2 separate regions of the Zea mays genome follow, and region 1 is linked to region 2. The links are chromatin contacts, called in public Hi-C maps. All regions are on one chromosome and are shown on one strand. The core of a region is the stretch at or near the end of the contact, and the rest is flanking DNA. Distances in the headings are between cores, read along the strand shown. Region 1 holds the start of LOC103653181 (oligopeptide transporter-like protein). Region 2 holds the start of LOC100277246.

Region 1 (3,686 bases), core at 721-3,220, 200 kb after region 2:
GGCTTTGCGCGAAGCCCTGAAACCTGAATCCTGGTGCTGCTGGTTTGTTCAGACAGAGAAATGTTTCATGCGACATTCAGATTCAGGCCGGCACGATGGCAAGCACAAGCAATGGAATTCCTTCTTATATATATAATATGCATCTTGATGACCATATAGCAGTAATGGATGTAACAGCAGTGGCAGCATCACCAGCAACAGCACCTCTTCTGGCGCCTAGAGGAGGAAGGAGACAGACCAGAGGTGCTCTGGCTCTAATCGTGGCTGCTGTCTGTCGCTGCCTACTCGTACTCCGCGCTGTGGAGGTCCGTCATGGAGAAGGACCTCGGGGACCGAAACGACCCGGCCCTCGCCATCTGGCCGGCGGTGGCGTGCGCGCTCAGCCGCGGGGACGGGAACGTGGGCGGCCTCCTGCCCCTGAGCCCGCCGCGCCCGTGCTGGCCCTCGTCCTCGTCCTCGTCGTCCGCGCCCTCCTCGTCGTCCTCCTCCACCACCGCGTGGTCCGGGGCCAGCAGCGGCGGCAGGTACGCGGTGGCCAGCGCGCTGCACGACGCCCGCCGCCGCGACCACGCCCGCAGCACGCGCCGCCGCTTGTTGAACGGGTTCTCCGGCTTCGCGATCTCCTTGGCGGCCGCCGTCGCAGCCGCCTCCGCCAGGCTCGTGAACGACTTGGACTTGCCCGCGTAGAAGTTGGACAGGCCCCGCCTACGAATTCGTTCCTCGGTTAGTTCGGTGTTCAAGGATTATATATTATTACTATTCTCATTATAGGGCAAGAAAGAGAGGATCAGCAGGGAAATGCATTGCTGCTGTCAAAACCACGACTGCTGCTAAGGATGGGAAGAAAAAACACTTCTCTTCTTTTCTATGTACACATCTCTTGTCATTGCTAGCTACTCTACTCGGATCTAAACCAGCCTCTTACAATTTCGCTACAAGAACATTATTTTTCGCAGCAAAAAAATCGGATTTTTATCCATAAAACATGTTGTCTCCAGCAGCGGTCGGTTTTGCAGGAGCAATTTCTAGCGGCATAGTAGAAGAAACAACACCAAGCAGTAGCAGCAGTTACTAATACTAGCGGTAGATCAGATCAGGAAGAGAAAGGGGATTAGCAGAGAAGCAAGCAGCTTACTTGGTGGGCAGGGCATCGTCCAAGGACTGGAGCGTGGCCAGCCCCATCATGCCGAGCCCCTGCGCCTTGCCTTCCACCTCCTCCTCCTCCCCGTCGCTGCCCTCCTTGTCGGACGCGGAGTTCTCGCCGATGGAGGAGCTGTCGGACGACGCCGCGCCGATCGACGAGGCCTCCGACAGCGCCTCTTCCTCCCTCCCCGCCGCCGCCGCCTCACCGCCACGCTCTTCCTCTTCCTTCTCACGTTCTTGGACCAAGTACCCGTTGGCGTCCCTCATCCTGTCCGCGTCCTCCGGATCCGGCTTCCCGCTCCCCGACTGCCGGAAGCCGCCGTGCGCCGGCCGCGCCACCGCCGTGGACATGCCCGCGACCAACCAACCTACCTACCTACCTAACAACCGAACCTACCAACCGACCGATCAGCGAATCCGGCCCGGCAGAGCCTCCGCCGCGGCGCACCTCGGGCCCCGGCGCCCGGATCGACCGGCCGGCGCGCAGGAGGAGAGCCGCGGAGCGATTGAGCGAAGGCGAGAAATCCCGGCGCGCGCGAGCGAGATGGGTGGGTGGGTCAGTGGGTGGGTGGGCGGAGAGGCAGGGAGGGGGAGGAGACGGGCGGGGAAGGGAAAGGGGCGAGGGGGACAGGATAAGGAGCTGGACCCTGCCACGCAGTGGAATTGTATTGTATAGTCGGACGGAGAGAGAGAGAGAAGGAGACGACCGACCGGCGGCGAGCGAGGTGTGCAGTGCAGTGCACCTGGTGGGGGTGGATGAGGTAGCCGGTCTCGTCTCTGTCGCTCGCTGCCGCGTGGGCCCGCCGGTCCCGCGAGCCGCGCTACGTAGGCTCGGATCAGGGAGAGAGCAAACCCCCACCGTCAGTATCTTTTCCCCGTACGGTATACGCACACGGTACCTGCGCCACATGCTCGGCCACACGCAGGTAAGGTTGGACCAGCACACTCGGGCGCACGACATCGACACGTCACTTTACTTAGGCATACGATGTACGTACAGCACAGCACAGCACAGCGCAGGCTGGACCACACGCTCCGTACGTACGTATGTGCAGTGTACGCGCGTGCGTGACGTGGCTGGTGCTCCTCTGTCTATTTTGTTTGTCAGGCGTTACGACAGAGCCGGGGAAGAGGATTAGCGCGAGCTGGAGCGATCGCTCTCAGGATTTTCTCGTGGGGTTCGGTGGAAGACGATATGGACGGCGCGTGAACGAGCGAGGTGTTCCGCGCCAGGTTCGGTTAACGCGCTGTCAGGAGGAGGAGGAGGTAAAAAACAATGGTGTCTGTCTGTCGATGCAGGGCTCGGTTGATGGAGAAGTACTTCTCGCACACCGTCCGGGGATTTGAGAAGATCCCGCCGCGTGTGTAGGGCCCACTAGCCCAGTAAGGGCTTGTTCGTTTTGGAGTGGACTGAGGGGATCCACTCCAAAACGAACAAGCCCTAAAAGGACCACGAAAAGATCAGTTTCGGATAGTCCCAAGGCACGAGTCTAAAGTGGGTTGGGCGAAAGAGGAAGCCACTCGAGTGGATTCTGCTCCTGACCCGTCGTAAGTGACTAGTCACGTTTACTGTGTCGGACACCGATTTACAAGTCGATCCACCTTTCACTTATGACCTACGAGTCCTAGTGTTCCGGTCCACTCAACCTATCAACCCTAGGATTGAGCGCACTGGCCATCTGTAGGGCCTGCAACACGACGAGCCGCGTCGAGACCCAGGCTACGGAGGCCAGAGATCGACGTGTGTCGGTGTTTCGAATCTCGTTCCGACAAATAAATTTATTCTGCGCGTTTCGGGAGGGTGTGCGTGGTAGGCACAAGATTTATACTAGTTCGGGCAGAACCTCCCTACTTCCAGTCACCGGTGGCTTGCACTACCGAGCTCATTAATGATCAAAACCCGTAGTAGGGGTTACAAGCGGGCGAGAGATGGAGGAGACGCTCCCAAGTCTCTTTTTTTGGGTGGAAGTGGAGCTTAGAAGCTACAAGGTGGAGTCCTAGTTAAGTCTTGGCTCGGCGGCAGGGCTCCGACATTCTGGCCCTCGTCGACACTCCTCCTGTTCGTCCTTGTGGGTGCTTCGTCTGAAGGCGTCCAGAGTCGCCCGGTTGTCTTATGAAGCGTCCAAAAGAACTCTCCCAACCCCTCCCTTTTATAGGCCAGAAGAGAGGTCGACCAGCGGTGTCTTCCTTGGGATGGAGCTGTAAGGCAAGGGTAAAACTAGCGTTCTACCTAGGGTGAAGCCATGCGTACTCATGGAGCCTGGGGCTGCCTAGCTGTCTCGTATTTACCGCGGAGGATGGCTTGGGGCTGCGATGGTCCCAAGCGCCATCATTTTGACTATGCCCACCCTGGCCTTCGTAGCCTAGGGTTCGACGCGGTCTGTCGTCTAGTGCCTAGCTAAAGGTCCGCACACTCAGACCTAGTCCGATAGGCCATGAGTGCGCCGTAGGCCGAGGGGCACGCGGGATATTTGAAAGTTGCCTAGATGGGGTGGATAGTGAAAGGGAAATGTGCCCTTGGCCCATTTCTAAGTATTTTGGTG
Region 2 (4,166 bases), core at 82-2,581:
CTTTTTTGTTTTCTAGCGGCTACCTGACAATATCCAGATTTATCATGTGGGCAAGTAACTTTGGTTGAATTAAGCAACAGTCTCTGTGAAACATTACTGGCTGGTTAGTATTGTTCATATGTCACGATGTATTTGGAAAAGATCATTACATCATCACAGATTATTTAGGGAACAAAAAGCTGACTGAAACAAAATATAACTCAAAAACAGTAATCTGTTTAAATTACTGTCAGTCACGCTCCATTACCTTGATGCTCCCATAAATGTTCTATGGATCGGAGCCTCCCTACCAGTCGCGCTCCATTGGATCAACCCGAACAAGATAATAGAGGTGGACTTACCCGCGGAAAAGAAAAAGGCGAGTATGTGAAGAGCGAAGACGTGCGAAGGTGTAGCAAAAGTGATTGACGACGCGAAAAAAGACCGAACGTGGGAGGAGCAATGACAGTCGAAGGCTGGCATCAAAGTACCCAAAACCTGAGGTGCTTGCAAACTACAGGATGTGGATGTTTAAAGCTCATTGATTGGAAACTGGCTTTTAGTTTGGACCTTAAAAAATTAAATGGGTAACTAAATTAAATTATAGAGCCCAAATATGAGACTTACACTTGGAGATACTTTAACTCCTTAAAAAAGTCCCCAAAACATATAATCACTGCGTCCCAAATTAAAATCCGTTTTACATTTTTTCTAGATTCATACAATAATTAATATAGGTGTTCTATATATAGGTTTATAATCATTCATATGAATATGAACATAAAACTATAGAGTTAAAACGACTACTATTTTAATATGAAGAGAGTATAAGATAAACTATTTTTCTAGATAAGCCATAAAATATTTGTCTCACGAAGCTCTTGAGAAATAGCCCTCCCAAACACCCATCAAAGATTGTCTCCTTGCTAATAATTGTCAGTTGTCACTAAGTCTCTGACTTGTGGATCTATCTAAGTTTATAAAATATAGACTTGATGACAATTTTGCAAAGCCCAATCTTTTCAATGGCAAAAGTCCAACTAAATTTCTCATCTCCGAGCAAACCAACCAAAAAGGCAACGCTCGCTGGTTGGAAACCACGAGCGGAGCCTCGCGGCCGATACCGTCACGCCACCTGACACCTGCGCGGCGTCCCTGGTCCCACTGCGCCGTGACTCCAGGATCATACGTGTCCCACGTCTCGGGACCCAATAGCTATCCGCCACGTGGGCCCTCTCCCCGCCACGGCGCCACGTACCATGTCACGTGCCCCTGCCCGCTCGCCCCCGCGCGGCGTCACCAAAATGATCTGCACGGCGAACGCGAGTCTCCTAAACGATACCGGGCGGGCAGGCACACGAGCGCGAGCACGCACGAGTTCGCGAGTCCCCCTGACCCCCACGTGCGCGTCGTTGGAACCAAGGATTGGATTAGCCTCGCCGACGACGAGGAGAGAAGAGCTGGTGGCTGGCGAGGGGCTCGCGGGGATGGGGATCTCGAGGCCCCTGGCGCTCCTTCTGGCGCTGCTGATCGCCGTCGCCGGCGCGACCGCCGAGGAGCCCGTAGTGGCGGCGGACTCGGTGGCCGGCGCGGTGGAGGCCGCGGCGGCGCTCAGGGTGGAGGAGGCTGCGGAGGCCGCGGCGCTCAGGGCCGAGCTGGAGCAGCTCCGGGCGAAGATCTCCGCCTTAGGTCAGTGCCCAAGGTTTGAATCCACGTGGCGCGCTTGATTTTACTGTCTGGATGTTTTGGCCTGGGACGGGTTGGTGGTGGAATCGTCGAGTTCATGCCGCGCAGCTAGGTTAATTTGTGCCGTTTCACTGGATTGACGCCGGTCCGGTGAGCTCTCCGGGGTTTAGGGCCCGATTCGTTGCGGCGAGGCGCGGTTTCGCGGTGGTTGGTGAGCTACCTGGATCTGTCTTGTTGGGGTTTTAGCTTCTGCCTGCTTCTAGTCGTCTGGATGGTGCGCGCGCGACAGTGCTCGATTGATCGTGTAGCTGGCGGGGTGCTGCGAGATTGTATTCGATTCTCTCGTGCTGATATCGACCGTGGGTTGCATAATTCTCCCTTTTTGGTATAAAATTGGATAATTCTATCTTTTTGAGGCAACTGCTTATTTTAGGGCCAACCCCCCCCCCCCCCCCCCCCCCAAAGCTTCCTCTTCTGTTTACATAGTAGCTTTGTTTCTGATTGCCGTTAACACAAAAGCTACAAAAGTTCACATATACCTCTACTGTTACAATTACGTCAGTGGGCGGTGGGCCAGTGTGTAATTGCAGCTGTTGTGCCTTTGCCATGGATGCTGATCCACTGCCATAATGCTTGGGGTCCTGCTTCATTGATGTGTACTAGAATCGAGTAGCTGGGGAAGTCTAGCAATATTAATTGCAGTAAAACAGTAAATTCTCTGAAGATGCCTGTACTATTGAAGAATGTAAACTCAAACTATGCCACGGCATGGAAATAGTAGTATCTTGTCATCGTGATATCATTCCTGTGATCCTGTCATAAGCAAAGCAATTTCCTTTACTTCGCCACTTTGTGATTCTTTATTAGCCTACCAGATTCATTCTAATTTTGATATCCCACGGGCCACGGGAACCATTATTGTGTTTGTTTTCTTGCTACAGAGTCAGACATAGCAGTGCGATCTCTCGAACTGAAGAATAAGGACGATGTCATCGTGAACCTAGAGAAAGCCATTGCGGAGAAGTCAAAGGCTATTACCTCTATGCAGGGCGAGATTGCTTCTCTCCAGGTAAAACACCACAGTTAGTTTTGAAGTTTGCACATTCTTACAAATAACTTTGCACTTATGCTTATGAGCTTATCTAAGTACAGGCAAAAGGATCTCTAGCTGCCGAGGAGCAGGCTAACAAGGCCAATGCCAAGGCTGTTGAACTTGAGAAGCAGGTATAGGCTATAAGAGTTCATGAACATTTGGAACGTGCTAGCAATGTGTTTATGATTTCTCTTTATTTTTTTCCTGTTCTAGATTGACAAGCTCAAAAAGGATATTCAAGCACAAAGTAGTCAGAAAGCAGCACTAGAATCTAGGGCCAACGATGCAGAGAACAAGGTGGAAAAGTTGAATGAAAAGCTTAATACAGTAAGCGCATAAACCTTCCTTGTCTATGGAATATTGAGTGACTTTTTTAAAGAAAAAAATCAGTGGTCAACTTCTTAGTTTCGTGTGCTACTGTAAGTGTATATGCCATCTGCTTTTCCCTTTCTAGTTGGCTATATACAAGCCTGCAACAAATTCTTATGACACTAGCAGATCAAACTAGATATCTGTACTAGAGTCTAAAGTCCATTGGAATTTTAAATTCTATTGAAGGCATTTGGTGAAGAACCATCCAACCAAATGGACATTTTAGATGTTGGATTACACTATACTTGTATTTTGTCGTTGCTAGATGCAAAAGGAAAGTGATGAGCAAAAACGCAAAATCAAGAAGACAGAACGTGCTCTTAAAGTCGCTGAGGTTTGCAATAAGTTTGTTTTACTATTAATGCACTTGTGTCCTGGTTGTTGTGTGGTATATATACTATTACATATTTGTTCTTTCGCATTGTAGGAGGAATTGATGAGGTTGCAGTTAGAAGCAACTGCTAAATCAAAACAGCTGACTGAGGTAAGGATATATCCTGTCACTACCATTAGTTGTTTTTTTTATCGGGAGTTATCTTTAGTTGTACTTAATGAAGATTTATAAATTTCTGCAATTTAATAACATCAATTGAGCATAATAGTGATTCTATAATAATAAGATAAAATTTACTAATTTCATTGCAATGCATGCTTCTTCTATACTCTCGGGTATGGATGGTGTTCAGACAGACTTCAGAGTGCAAACATGTCTGTTTATGTTCCACAAAATCATTTTACTAGACAAAGCATGTTGAAAATCCTGCACTACTACTGATCTATTCCATCTTTTATACTCTTTATTATCACTGTTTAAAAAATCAAAAACTAGTGTAAGAATAAATACGTTTAATCCACATAAATTCCTGTGGTTCCTAAAAGTTTTTTGCAGTAATCTGTTAAGGCATTGATTTCCTTCAGTTGGGTGTTTCCATTTTCTGCCACCAGTTTTAGCGAAGTTTCAATAAATATTTTTCCACAATAGCTACATACCTTCAAGGTGCACTATTTTGCTTGTCACTTCAATAAGCGCAGTATA

Evidence for each region. Hi-C and Micro-C count contacts between places; a contact is called where the count stands out from the background.
Region 1: a Hi-C map of bundle sheath shows a contact between it and region 2, with 3 times the contacts expected there. The contact joins the promoter of LOC103653181 here to the promoter of LOC100277246 in region 2. A contact is called at or near these places in 4 of 25 Hi-C or Micro-C datasets (bundle sheath, ear, endosperm and 1 more).

The regions. Positions count from the first base shown.
Region 1 is chr4:44,215,703-44,219,388 of Zm-B73-REFERENCE-NAM-5.0, forward strand. It overlaps LOC103653181 (oligopeptide transporter-like protein), which reads right to left and starts at 1,971. Exons shown (of 2, transcript XM_008680143.4): 1 at 1,136-1,971; 2 at 82-705. The coding sequence starts at 1,494. The coding sequence ends at 282.
Region 2 is chr4:44,015,992-44,020,157 of Zm-B73-REFERENCE-NAM-5.0, forward strand. LOC100277246 reads left to right here and starts at 1,332. Exons shown (of 13, transcript NM_001150871.2): 1 at 1,332-1,668; 2 at 2,607-2,734; 3 at 2,818-2,889; 4 at 2,972-3,085; 5 at 3,558-3,614. The coding sequence starts at 1,467.